4 separate regions of the Sus scrofa genome follow, and regions 1, 2 and 3 are each linked to region 4. The links are chromatin contacts, called in public HiChIP or PLAC-seq maps. All regions are on one chromosome and are shown on one strand. Each heading gives the region's core, a stretch centred on a gene start, on an enhancer-like site or on the middle of the called end of the contact. The rest is flanking DNA. Distances are from core to core; before and after follow the strand shown.

The links. HiChIP or PLAC-seq counts read pairs in DNA pulled down with a chosen protein or histone mark.
Region 1: a contact with region 4 is called in an H3K27ac HiChIP or PLAC-seq map of alveolar macrophages. The contact joins two enhancer-like sites. A contact is called at or near these places in 1 of 47 Hi-C or Micro-C datasets (embryonic fibroblasts) and 1 of 2 datasets of contacts at active chromatin or transcription factors (alveolar macrophages).
Region 2: an H3K27ac HiChIP or PLAC-seq map of alveolar macrophages shows a contact between it and region 4. The contact joins two enhancer-like sites. A contact is called at or near these places in 1 of 47 Hi-C or Micro-C datasets (epiblast stem cells) and 1 of 2 datasets of contacts at active chromatin or transcription factors (alveolar macrophages).
Region 3: an H3K27ac HiChIP or PLAC-seq map of alveolar macrophages shows a contact between it and region 4. The contact joins the promoter of BHLHE41 here to the enhancer-like site in region 4. A contact is called at or near these places in 2 of 5 promoter capture datasets (fetal skeletal muscle and liver), 20 of 47 Hi-C or Micro-C datasets (adipocytes, alveolar macrophages, embryonic fibroblasts and 11 more) and 2 of 2 datasets of contacts at active chromatin or transcription factors (alveolar macrophages and skeletal muscle).

What each region holds. Positions count from the first base shown.
Region 1 is chr5:46,884,933-46,887,651 of Sscrofa11.1, reverse strand. No RefSeq gene overlaps it. Among named protein-coding and RNA genes, the nearest start is that of ITPR2, 50 kb to the left of the region's middle. Within about 2 kb of position 1,326, at least 16 of the 83 cell types and tissues checked have an H3K27ac peak or open chromatin away from gene starts, as enhancers often do. A contact at or near this core is called in alveolar macrophages, where this site is marked.
Region 2 is chr5:47,652,750-47,655,687 of Sscrofa11.1, reverse strand. No RefSeq gene overlaps it. Among named protein-coding and RNA genes, the nearest start is that of BHLHE41, 33 kb to the left of the region's middle. Within about 2 kb of position 1,642, at least 3 of the 83 cell types and tissues checked have an H3K27ac peak or open chromatin away from gene starts, as enhancers often do. A contact at or near this core is called in alveolar macrophages, where this site is marked.
Region 3 is chr5:47,686,313-47,689,153 of Sscrofa11.1, reverse strand. BHLHE41 (class E basic helix-loop-helix protein 41) reads right to left here and starts at 1,492. Exons shown (of 5, transcript XM_003355541.4): 1 at 793-1,492; 2 at 585-648; 3 at 149-256. The coding sequence starts at 854.
Region 4 is chr5:47,260,427-47,263,126 of Sscrofa11.1, reverse strand. The region is part of intron 38 of ITPR2 (inositol 1,4,5-trisphosphate receptor type 2); the gene reads right to left. Among named protein-coding and RNA genes, the nearest start is that of ITPR2, 330 kb to the right of the region's middle. Within about 2 kb of position 1,321, at least 39 of the 83 cell types and tissues checked have an H3K27ac peak or open chromatin away from gene starts, as enhancers often do. A contact at or near this core is called in alveolar macrophages, omental adipose tissue, retroperitoneal adipose tissue and 2 more, where this site is marked.

The DNA of each region.
Region 1 (2,719 bases), core at 77-2,576, 380 kb after region 4:
ACCCAACTAGTATCAATGAAGATGTGGGTTCGATCTCTGGCCTCCCTCAGTGGGTTAAGGATCCAGCATTGCCGCAGAGTGCAGTGGAGTTCACAGATGCAGCTGCTGGATCTGGCATTGCTGTGGCTGAGGTGCAGGCTCAGATTTAACCCCTGGCCCAGGAACTTCCACATGCCACAGGTTTGGCCATAAAAAGAAAAAAAGAAAAATATATCACTTCATAATTAACAGACTTTTCCATATGCACAATAACAGGTAAGACAGTGATTGTTTCTCCCATTATACATAGACCTCAAAGGGGAACAGTAATAATAAAACACTAACAACATAGAGCTAAGAAGTGAACCAAGCTAATCACAGAAACTAAGACTAATGTCAAGAATAAGGTAGCTTAGTGGGTTAAGGATCTGGTGTCGTCGCTGCTGTGGCTTGAGTCACTGCTTTTGCTCATGTTCCATCCCTGGTGAGAACTTCCACATGCCCCAGGCATGGCCAAAAAAAAAAAAAAAAAGGGGGTGAATAAATCTGGACAATCAGGAAACAAAGTACTTTGAGCAGGGAAGGTTTTATGTAAAGAATTATTAGCTAGGACAGAAGAGTAACTTTTAAAAAAGGACTCTAAATTGTACCTACAACTGCTTAAGAGTGCCTAAGAGAGAGAAAACTCGGAAGAGGGTTTAGACCTCCTTAGGGAAAAGGACCATTGCCACCCACAGGATGGCAAGGAATTTTTCTGGGTTGCTTAAGCCAGAGCTGGTCCAGGAGGAAACAACCTTCCAGGATATAGATGTGCCTTGGCTGGTGGGTGGATACACAGAGAGGCTCTGGAACACACCAGTGTCCAGGCAGTAGGATCACGGTTAGTGGTCAGCTGGGCCTGGGCCGGGCTGCAAGGTCACCAAGGGACAGTGTGTGGCTGTTGCAGAGGACACCTGATGTCTGCTTCCACACACAACCTTGCTGAGCCTTCCTTCCAGCAGCAGGCAGCCAGACCAAAAACCTCGCAGGGAAACCAGCTTTTCCGTCTCCCTGCAGCGTCTCTCTGGTGCCCTCTACTGGCCAAGCCTAACCTCGTGCTCACGGTGCAGAAGAAAGGCTCGAGCCCTCAGTCCGTTGAGAGCTGAAAAGGAATTCATTGTAACTAGTACCCTGAGTGGCTGTACCTGTCTGGGCTGTTCTGTAACAAGTTCTAGAAACCAGAAAAGGCTAGTCTTGGGGTTCTGCAAGAAGATTGGGGTGGAGTGGAGATCTGAAGGAGTAGAGATAGGGAGTGGCAGGTTAACACAGCAGCTCTAGAGGAAAGGGAGTTTATGTCCCAGCATGTCCATGTAAAAACCCGGAAGACAGTAAAAGGATCTGGTAAGCTGAGCCCGGGTCTCTTCCCCAAACCTGGATTTTCCCCACTGCAGGAGGAACTGAGGATTATGACTGACCAGGCCAGAGTCATTTGCTCACGTCTTTGGCCCAGAAGATGGGTGACTGGTTGGGAGCTACATCAGTTTGTAACAGAGCAGGGCCCCATGGGGTTCCTGGGCACAAAAACCTTTCTATGCCCCCCATTTCTTTCTTTCTTTCTTTTCTTTTCTTTTTTTTTTTTTTTTTTTTTTTTTTTGGTCTTTTTAGAGCCATACCCACGGCATATGGAGGTTCCCAGGCTAGGGGTCAAATCGGAGCTGTAGCTGCCGGCCTACACCACAGCCACAGCAACCTGGAATCTGAGCCGTGTCTTCCACCTACACCACAGCTCACGGCAACGCCGGATCCTTAACCCACTGAGCAAGGCCAGGGATCAAACCCACAACCTCATGGTTCCTGGTCGGATTCGTTTCCACTGCACCACGACGGGAACTCCCCCCAACCCCATTTCTTACTTTTAGGAAATAGACCTCATTCAGCCTCCATGGCCTTCCCTAAGTTCCAAGGGGCAGATTCAGACAATTGCTGATCAGGGAAGGAAGGGGATGCAGAGACAACGGTCAAAAAACCATAGTACAGTCTTTGGGCAGGATCCTGGTTCCCTCTCAAGGGGCACACAGAATGATGTCGGCATCTTATACACCTAAGAGAGAAGTGATATTCCTTATGCTTATATTAAAAGTAAATACTTTAACACTGAACAGCTTAGAGTCCTTCCTTGTCCTTCTCCTGGTCTTAATTGCACCCTAAACACGATCACCTGTAAGCTAAAGATTAGGCACCATGAGCACAATTGCCTGTGGGTTTACATGATGTTTTTCAGGAACTTTCCTACTTTGTTCTAATCTCTGATCAATACACCCTTTTCACAAGTCCTGTTATTCTAGTCAGTGACCCAGAAGACCACCACCAAGAACATGTGGAGATCTGATGCCAGCTTTGATGACCAAGATTTACCCAAAGAAAGAAGAATGCATGTTTGCCCCAATCCTAATTCTTATCTGAAAGCCTGTTTTTCTCCTTTTTACTATAAAACTTCCCACAAATCTTTCCAGTGGAGCAGTGGAGGGCAGAGTCTTCTTCTTCTTTTTTTTTTTTTTTTGTCTTTTTTGCCATTTATTGGGCCGCTCTCGCGGCACATGGAGTTCCCAGACTAGGGGTCTAATCGGAGCTGTTGCCACCGGCCTACGCCAGAGCCACAGCAATGCAGGATCCAAGCCGCGTCTGCGACCTACCGCACAGCTCACGGCAACGCCGGATCGTTAACCCACTGAGTAAGGCCAGGGATCGAACCCGCAACCTC
Region 2 (2,938 bases), core at 393-2,892, 390 kb before region 4:
TAAATATTATTTCTGGGTTTGTCTGTGAGGGTGTTTCTGAAAGAGATTAGCTTTTGAAATCGGTTGACTAAGTGAAGCAGATAGCTCCCCCCAGAGTGGGTGGTCATTATCCAATCCTTTGAAGCCTGAAAGGAATGAAAAGGCAGAAGAATTCAATCTTTGACTGACTACTGGAGATAGCGTGTTGATTTTCTCCTGATCCTTGACTCCTGGTGCTCATCCTTCAGAATTGGGGTAGCTCTCTGCCTCTCAGGCCTTTGATTTTTTGCATCTCCAGCTTCCACATGACAGGTCATGAGATTTCTCTGTGTCTGTAACCACATGAGGCAGTACCTAATACTAAATCTATCTATCTATCTATCTATCTATCTATCTATCTATCTATCTATATCTATCTATCTATCATCATTTATCTATCTATCATCTCCTGAACTGTTTTTTGTTTCTTTGGAGAATTCTAACTAATATGATGTCCTAAGAGACTCTTCTGCTATTTTATCTAGAGTAGCACCCCCACTCACACCCCCATATTGCTGCTTTCTGTCACATTACCTTACCCCCATGAACTTAATTAAGCAAATTATTTAAGCTTTTTATGCCTCAGCTTTATAATTTGTTAAGTGGATGTAGCTATAATACTTTCCTTATAGTGTATTAAACCCTGAGTTTTCTAATCTGTAAAAAAGTAATCAAAATGGTACCTATGAGGGTTAACTGAGATAGGAAACATTTTAGTTCAGAATGTGGTACCTACTATGAGTTCAGTTACTGGAAGCTCTAGAGTGCTTTTTGTTTGCATGTTATCAGCAAGCAGATTAAGGGGCAGCAATATGTATAGAACACAATAGAACTGGTTCCAGTAACACAGAATCAGAGCAGATCCTGGGCCAGAGTTGTGTTAGAAAAAAATTGGGTTTGGACCTGGAGCTTGGGGCACCGTGATGGTAGGTGTGGGGTGAGAAATTTGCTTATGACAACAGAATAACATAGAAAACCCAGGAATAGATCAATTTACATAGATGAAAAATTTTACTGGGAGTTATATCTGGATATCTTTCAAACTACTGGGGAATTTCTATTCTTCACCGAACATCTGTTTTTTAGAGGGAAAAAAAAAAAAAGCAAAACCATACTCTAAGACTGTTGAATTAGAACAACTTGGCTGTTGGCTGATTTAAACTAATGATGGGTGTATTCATTGTATAAAGCCGGGCCCCTGGGTAACAGCTGTTTCTTCTTATATTGGGTAGGTCGGATAATAGAGAGTGAATCATGAGTCAAAGTTACTGGTTCAGATGGATCCGGGAGAGCTGAATCACCAGATAAGTGGGGGGAAAATTAAAGAAAAAAATAATTGTGAACACAGAAAAAAGGGCCACAGATGAAGGGAATAGGAGCAGGTATCTGAAATAGAAGAGGATGTCATTGAGTTGGGAGCAGAGGAAATAAATGAGAGATAAGCAAGTCTTCAACAATGTAAAAATGACCCTCAGTGGCTCTAGCATACAATTTTATGACTTCAAAGGAAAAAAAAATCTTAACATTTAAGAAAGTGTCTTCTGGCCCAGTAATAGACAGATACTCCTTGAGTGGTTTTGTAATATGTGTGTAGGCGAGAGGGTGATTTGGCAGAAAGGGGAAGAGTTAATCTGAAAGAGGAAATCTGAGGTTAGAAGAACATGAAGGCAGATCGTTCATGATGAATGTAAAGGAAAGAGCAAGATTTAATAATGAATCAGGGGGACAAAGATCAGAGCTAACTGACTATGTACTTACTATGTGTGAAGCCCACCACGGCAAGCTTTTTCATGTACCACCATCATGAATCACAATGACCTGTAAGATGAGTCTTTTGGTCAGCCCCTTTTAACAGGGTGAGTTGATAACTCTGCGGACGTAGAGCTGGGAGGCAAGGGGTCTGAATTTCCCATCTAGGCTCTCCAGGACGAAAGCATAGGGGCTGAACCATTCAGCTCCGAAAGGGCCCAGAAAAGACGACGAAGATTCGGAACAGACTGGGAAGGGCAGTACCGAGTACTTTGATGTTAAAGAATCTTAGAATGAAAGTAAGTCACAGCAGAGAATAAAAAGAAGAAAAGGAGGAAGAGAATTCATATGTATTGATCACCACACAGACTCAGGTGCACACAGCATAATCACCCAAGAACCCTTGAAATAGACATGATTTCCGTTTACACAGACCAGGAGATAGAAGAGCAGAGAAAGAAGTCACCGTTAATCACCGAGTTCGTAAATACCAGAGCCAGGATTAGAACCGATGTCTGCAGCATTAGAAAGCCCACAGTATTTCCATTCGAACAGCTGCCTTGGGAAAGGAAGTGCTGAGGCTGGGTGTGAGAGAGCAGAAATGGCATCTCCTTCGAATGGTGGGGCAAACATGCAAATAAAGCATGACTAGAAAGACAAAAAAAAAGGAAATGAGAAAGGGAGGACCTCAGGGCGATAATTAGGCTCACACCACCTGTTTTTCCTTGGGCCAAAGTGGTCTCTCTTCAAGGCTCCGAGTGACAAACAAAGCAATCTGGGGGCTCAGAAAGGCCAGCATGCCTCCGTCACGTGAAACGTTCAGAGATGTTAAACATGTAATGTGGCGAATCCCCAAACCGTGACAAGAAAGAGACTCCAGGCCACTGATATACTGCTGACTGCAACAGATGTTTCATAGAAAACAATAATTTAAAGAATGGATAAACACAGAGAGATGCTCAGGCAGACACACTCTCTAAAAGTGGTTGGCAGGAAGTGTGGTCAACTGTATAGGATGGAGAGCCACATAGCTGAGCATGAAAAACAACCCTGCGAAGCTGGTACGGTAGGTTTTATTATCATCACTTTGCATAGAAGGAAACTGTGGCCCATAGAGTTTGAGGACTTGCCCATGGTGACTGAGTTTTACACTAAGTGTCAGACTTTAAGT
Region 3 (2,841 bases), core at 243-2,742, 430 kb before region 4:
CCTACTCTTGAGTTTGCAGGAAACTCTCCACTATAGCACAAGTTGTAAGGCATGTGATATTTACATTTTATTCTTATAACCCTGGGACTAGTACCAGGCTATTAACACACCCTTGGAGAGCAGCAAAGAATAAAAATGTGCATCTTACTGTCAACTTTAGATGTTCAGGCAGTAAGTCTTTCAGCTGAGCAATGCATTCATTAATTCGGTCTCTTCTTTTCTTTTCTATTAATCTGTGCGGTAATTTGTAGGTATCCTTAATACATGAGAGTCATGGAAGAGAGAAAACAATAAACTAAACATTCATTCACTGGATTTAACAATACCCTGCCATCCTCCCCCCAAAACATACTATGTGAGAAACTATGCCCAAGAAACCTCTTTCCTCTGGACTGTTCTGAAATGCAATTTAAATTCAGGTATGATGTTTAAACTCCCCCTGAGAGTATCCAGCAAACCACTTAAAATTCAGTTGGGGAAGCTCAAGATCTGTAATATATTTGCGGGCAGACTTCCCTGTTAAATCAATGGCCCTAATTAACTATCCAGGCAGGTTAAGAGGAACGTCGGAAACTTACACTTACCTTGCTATCGTCTCGCTTCATGCTCCTTTTGGGCTTACACATATACAAAGAGGAATAATCCAGTCTGCAAAATAGAAATCAGCATCAGGAACCCATTCCGAGAGGGGCTCTGCCCTCCCCGCTCCATACCACTTTCTGGAGAAGAAAAAAAAAAAAAAAAATCAAACTGAAGCCTAGACAGATATTCGCAAGGGTGCGTGCACCTTACCCTATAAAATCTCTATGTTCCAGTAACTGTCTTTCTTGCAAATGAGGAATTCCTTCGTCCATGTTCAATCGCTGTCCGTTTCCTCTGTTTCGATTTTTGGGGTTCTGTTCTATAATCTGTGGGACGGTAGCCCTGGGAGATCCTGGGGGGAATCTGTACGTCTCCAGTCTCTCTCTCTCTCTCCCTCTTCAGTGCAGTGTTGAAAGTGTGAAGCAGTTGGTCCCCCCCTCCCTCCGCGCTCGCTCTCTCGCACACACACGCACACACACGCACGCACACTCGCGCTGGCTCCACTGCGCTGGTAGTTTGCTCTCACTCCGGGCAGTGTTTGGCCACAGGGCACGCGCGTCGCCGGCCAGACCAGCACCCAGCTCACGTGCGGAACGTACCATCCGCGGTCCAGCCCGGAGGGGGGCGGGGGAGGAGGGGCCGGGCCAGGAGGGGGCGTCGGGAGAAGGCTGCTAGGGAAGGCGGACGGCGGGAGGGGGCGGGGACACCTGATCAGGGCCACCGGAAAGGAAAAACAACTTCAGCCAGGCTATTAAGCTTCCCCAAGGCAGCGCAGTCAGCTGGGGGAGTGGGAGGGGGCGCCCGGGGGTGCGGGGCAGCTTGGGCTTCCTCCGCTGGGAAGTGCGACTCCTTCAATCCGTCTGTCCTTACGGATAGGAACGTGAACGTGGCTTTTTACTTTTCCACAGACTGTGCTGTTGGTTTGGACCAGAGAAAGGAAAGAGAAAGAGAATTCGCGATGGGTCAACTTCAGTCCCGAAGGACAATTTGGAGACTTGTTTGCTTACGCTCAGTGGCCTGGGGGGACCCCTAGACCTGATTGGAGGTTGCCCCCAAAAGGGACAACATGAAATCTGCTCCCCGAGAGATTTAAGATAAGTGAAAATGTAGCCACTGGGTCAGAATGTCGCAATCCAAGTGTCTTTCTGCCCCACAGTGTCCAAACTTCCCGCAGCAGCCGGAATTGCGGTGCCACTAATCACAGCCACAGATGACGACGTTTGGGTTCTCAGGAGCTCCCTCAGGAACGCGGCGGGGAGGGAGGGGAATAGGATGGGGTGGCAAGAGAGGGGCTCCCGCGAAAAAGCAATGCAGCATTACCAATCGCCCGCTAAGCCCCGCCGCCCCTCTGCGCCTCGGGTGGCGCTGCGCACTTTCCCCGCCCCTCCCCCTTCGTGTGATAAGAGACGCCGGGAGTGTGCAGAGCCCACGTTTACTACCGCTGGTACCTCCAAAGCCTCCCTCCTTAATCCTGTCTCAAACGGGTACCAGCACAGGGCCAGCAACGTGATCCGACCTGCCGCTGCTGCCACATCACTGCACGGGGAACCCGCGCGCGCGTGTGCGCGTGCGCGCGCTTGCCCTGCAGCCTCGGTGCCCCGCTCGGGGAAAGCACAGGCCACCTCGAACCGGGCTACCTTTCCCCAGAGCCATCCCCGGAGCATGACTCACTGCTAGTGAGAGTTACCGGGAGGTGCCCGCAGTTGCGCACTGCCCCTGGTGCCTGGCGCAGCGGGCCGCAAGGGACATCGGAGACCGAGGGAAAGCGCGTCCTGCGGGATTCCCAGGTCTCCGGGCCCATTGCCCCCACTGGGTCTGCCAGGAGGGGATAGGGAGAATATATATTAATCTCTCTCCTATCTATCTATCTATCTATCTATCTATCTATCTATCTATCTATCTATCTATCTATCTATCTATCTATCTATCTACATAGATATCAAACCAAAAGTCTTTCCTGCCTGCATTCTCCTGGGTGATCCCCGAAATAGTCATTACTGCCACTGGCACGTGAACCAAGGCGAGAAGTACGCCGAATGCACGCGAACCCGGGCGCAGCAGGGACTTGGGGCCGTCGCTACGTGTCCCCCGGCCCGCCCCGCCGAGCGCGGGTTCCGGGGACGGATCTGGGTCGCGGGAAGCGGCGGCTGGAAGGAGGTCACGTGTCTGCGGGAGTCGTGCCTCTTCCCCGCCTCCAGGAGCCGCCGGGGCCGCGGCCGCGCTGCTGCAGTCTCCCGAGTCCTGGGCGGAGACGCGCGG
Region 4 (2,700 bases), core at 72-2,571:
AGTGGTGGTTTTGCTATAGTTCAAGACTACCTTACCTAAAATCAGAAAGGAATGGGACTACTAATCTGTTAATATATAAAATAGAAGTGCTCTGCATAGCATTTCGAGCTTTTGGTTTCAACTGAGTGTCCTAAACAATTCTTTTTTTGTTTTTTGGTTTTTTTTAGGGCTGCACCTGCAGCATATGGAGGTTCCCAGGCTAGGGGTTGAATCAGAGCTGTAGCTGCCTGCCTACACCACAGCCACAGCAACGGAGGATCCAAGCCACATCTGCAACCTACACCACAGCTCGCACCAACACCGGATGTTTAACCCACTGAGCAAGGCCAGGGGTCGAACCCACATCCTCATGGATGCTAGTTGGGTTCTTTACGGCTGAGCCACAGTGGGAACTCTCCTAATGAATATTAATTTCTCACTAGGGCTTTCGGTTGAAACCTCAAGTCCTATTTGGAAAATGGGAGTATGAGGAGCTGGGAAAGTCAAGCTCACATCATTGATTTTGGTAGCTTCCCAGTGGCTCTTTAAGCCCTTAGTATGCAAACAACCTCAATTTCATTCCAAGGTCTCAGTTTCTCAACATTTACTATTACCTTGCCTCCTCCATCCCAGATCTTCCTTTGTGAAAAGATATTAAAAAGTTCATTCAAACAATGTGGGGTTAATTTCTGATGGTGCCCAATTCTGTAAGTTGATTAGCTACAACTTCACAAAGAGAGTAAACTCAAATACAAAAAGGCCACTGAACTCACAATTTAAAAGTCTTTCTAACAAAAGTTTCTTCTCCGCCCACCAAATCATCATTCTATGAATTTCTTTATTTTCATTCATAGGTCATGGCACTAAAAAAAACCAAAAACAACAACAAAAAAAACCCCACACAGGCAGCCTTTAAGCCAATCCCCCCACACAATGGCAACATCTCTTTTTTAAAAAAGAAACGTTATTCCTAAGTGACTGTAAGAAAATATTTTTTTTCTAGTCGTAAGGGATGGGTCCCTCTCCCCATTATTTAGTCAGGTTACATAATGCTTAAATTCTGCTCCTCTGTTGCAGGATGATGTATATATAATGCAAATATCCTTGCTGGAATTATAACGGCAATTTCTCAATTTATGTGGGGCTAATCAACCCATTTGCTTTCTAGTGTAGAGCAGTAAAAGCTTATCTCATGCAGACTCACGGATCATTCAAAGCAATCTAATTGAATTTCAGGGCCAAGAGCATTGCACAACACGTGATGTGTCTCCAGTGGAGCACAGTGCCAGACACTGCAGGCGTTACATAATCCCATGCTGTCGTTGGCAGAGGACGCCTTCTTAGCCGCCTCGTGGCTTGGCAGTCCGTGTCTCCTCCAATCATGCCCTGCAGCTTTAATCTGCACAGGCTGTTCACATGGACAGTCACATGTTTTAAGCCTTTCACAGCAGCGAATAAAACAGGGACCATTTCCCTACTGGTAGAAACAGTTCCTTTAAAACCAGTCACACAGCATACAAGATTCTATCAGGATAGAAAACACGTATAACACTGCAGCTTCTAAGCAAGCAAGAGAGAAAGCAAACAGCAAATATTTCACCTTTCCAATAATGAAACGGGAAGAAAAATAATAAGGGCAATGTGTGAAATAATAATAGTCTCTGCCCATGGTTTCTGCTGATCTTTGGTCTTTGACCTTGGTTCCTGACAAGAAGCTCCTCAAATCCTTCTAATTCCCTGAATAATAGGAGTGTCTGACACAGAGCTCTTAAATCCCTTGGAACTTCCTGAGTGATGGCAGCATCTTTGGTTCTAAATGAGGCAACTCTTGGCAGGCACCTGATTGGCTCACCAGAAAGACCAAATCACACTTAGAAGTCTGGAACTTTCAGCCCCCACCCCCATTCCCCAGAGAGGGGAGAAGGCTGGAAACAGAGTTAACAATCAATCATGCCTACAGGATGAAGTTTCCATAAAAAGCCCTAGAGGACTGTGTGGGCTGGTGAATGCATGGAGGTGTTGGGGAGGGTGGCACGCCAGGAGAGGGCGTGGAAGGGCCACACCCCTTCTCATATGCTTGTCCCATGCATCTCTTCCATGTGGCTACTCCTGAGTTGTACCCTTTCATAATACACTTGTAATTTAGTAAGGAAACTGTTTTTCCTGAGTTTTGTGAGCCACTCTAGCAAATTATCCGTCCTGAGGAGGAGGTCATGGGAACCTTGGATGTATAGCCAGTCAGAGAGAACACAGGTAGAAACCTGAACTTGCTTTGGCATCTGAAGGAGGGAGGCAGCCTTTAGAACTGACCCCTTAACTGTGGGATCTGATACTAACACTAGGTAGGAAGTGTCAGAATTGAGTTATTTGTAAGACCACCAGCTGGTGGTGGAAAACTGGTCAATGCGAGAGGAAACTTAGACACTTGGTGGCCAGAAATAAAGTATGAGAGTAAAGGAAAATATAGTCAGCCCTTATCTGTTATCCCCGCCTCGAAGAATTCAACCAACCAAAGATCAAAAAGCAAAATAAGGTTACCAAAGGCTGGCAACTATTTACATAGCATTTACATCATATTCACATCTATCTATACAAAGTATAACCAACTGTCAAACATAAGCTGGTTATTCCTGAAAATGACCTATAGGGTCTTCTATAAATTCCCAGCCTTATATACTCATCATTTTATTTCCAAGGATTGATTAGAATATGGGCAACTTA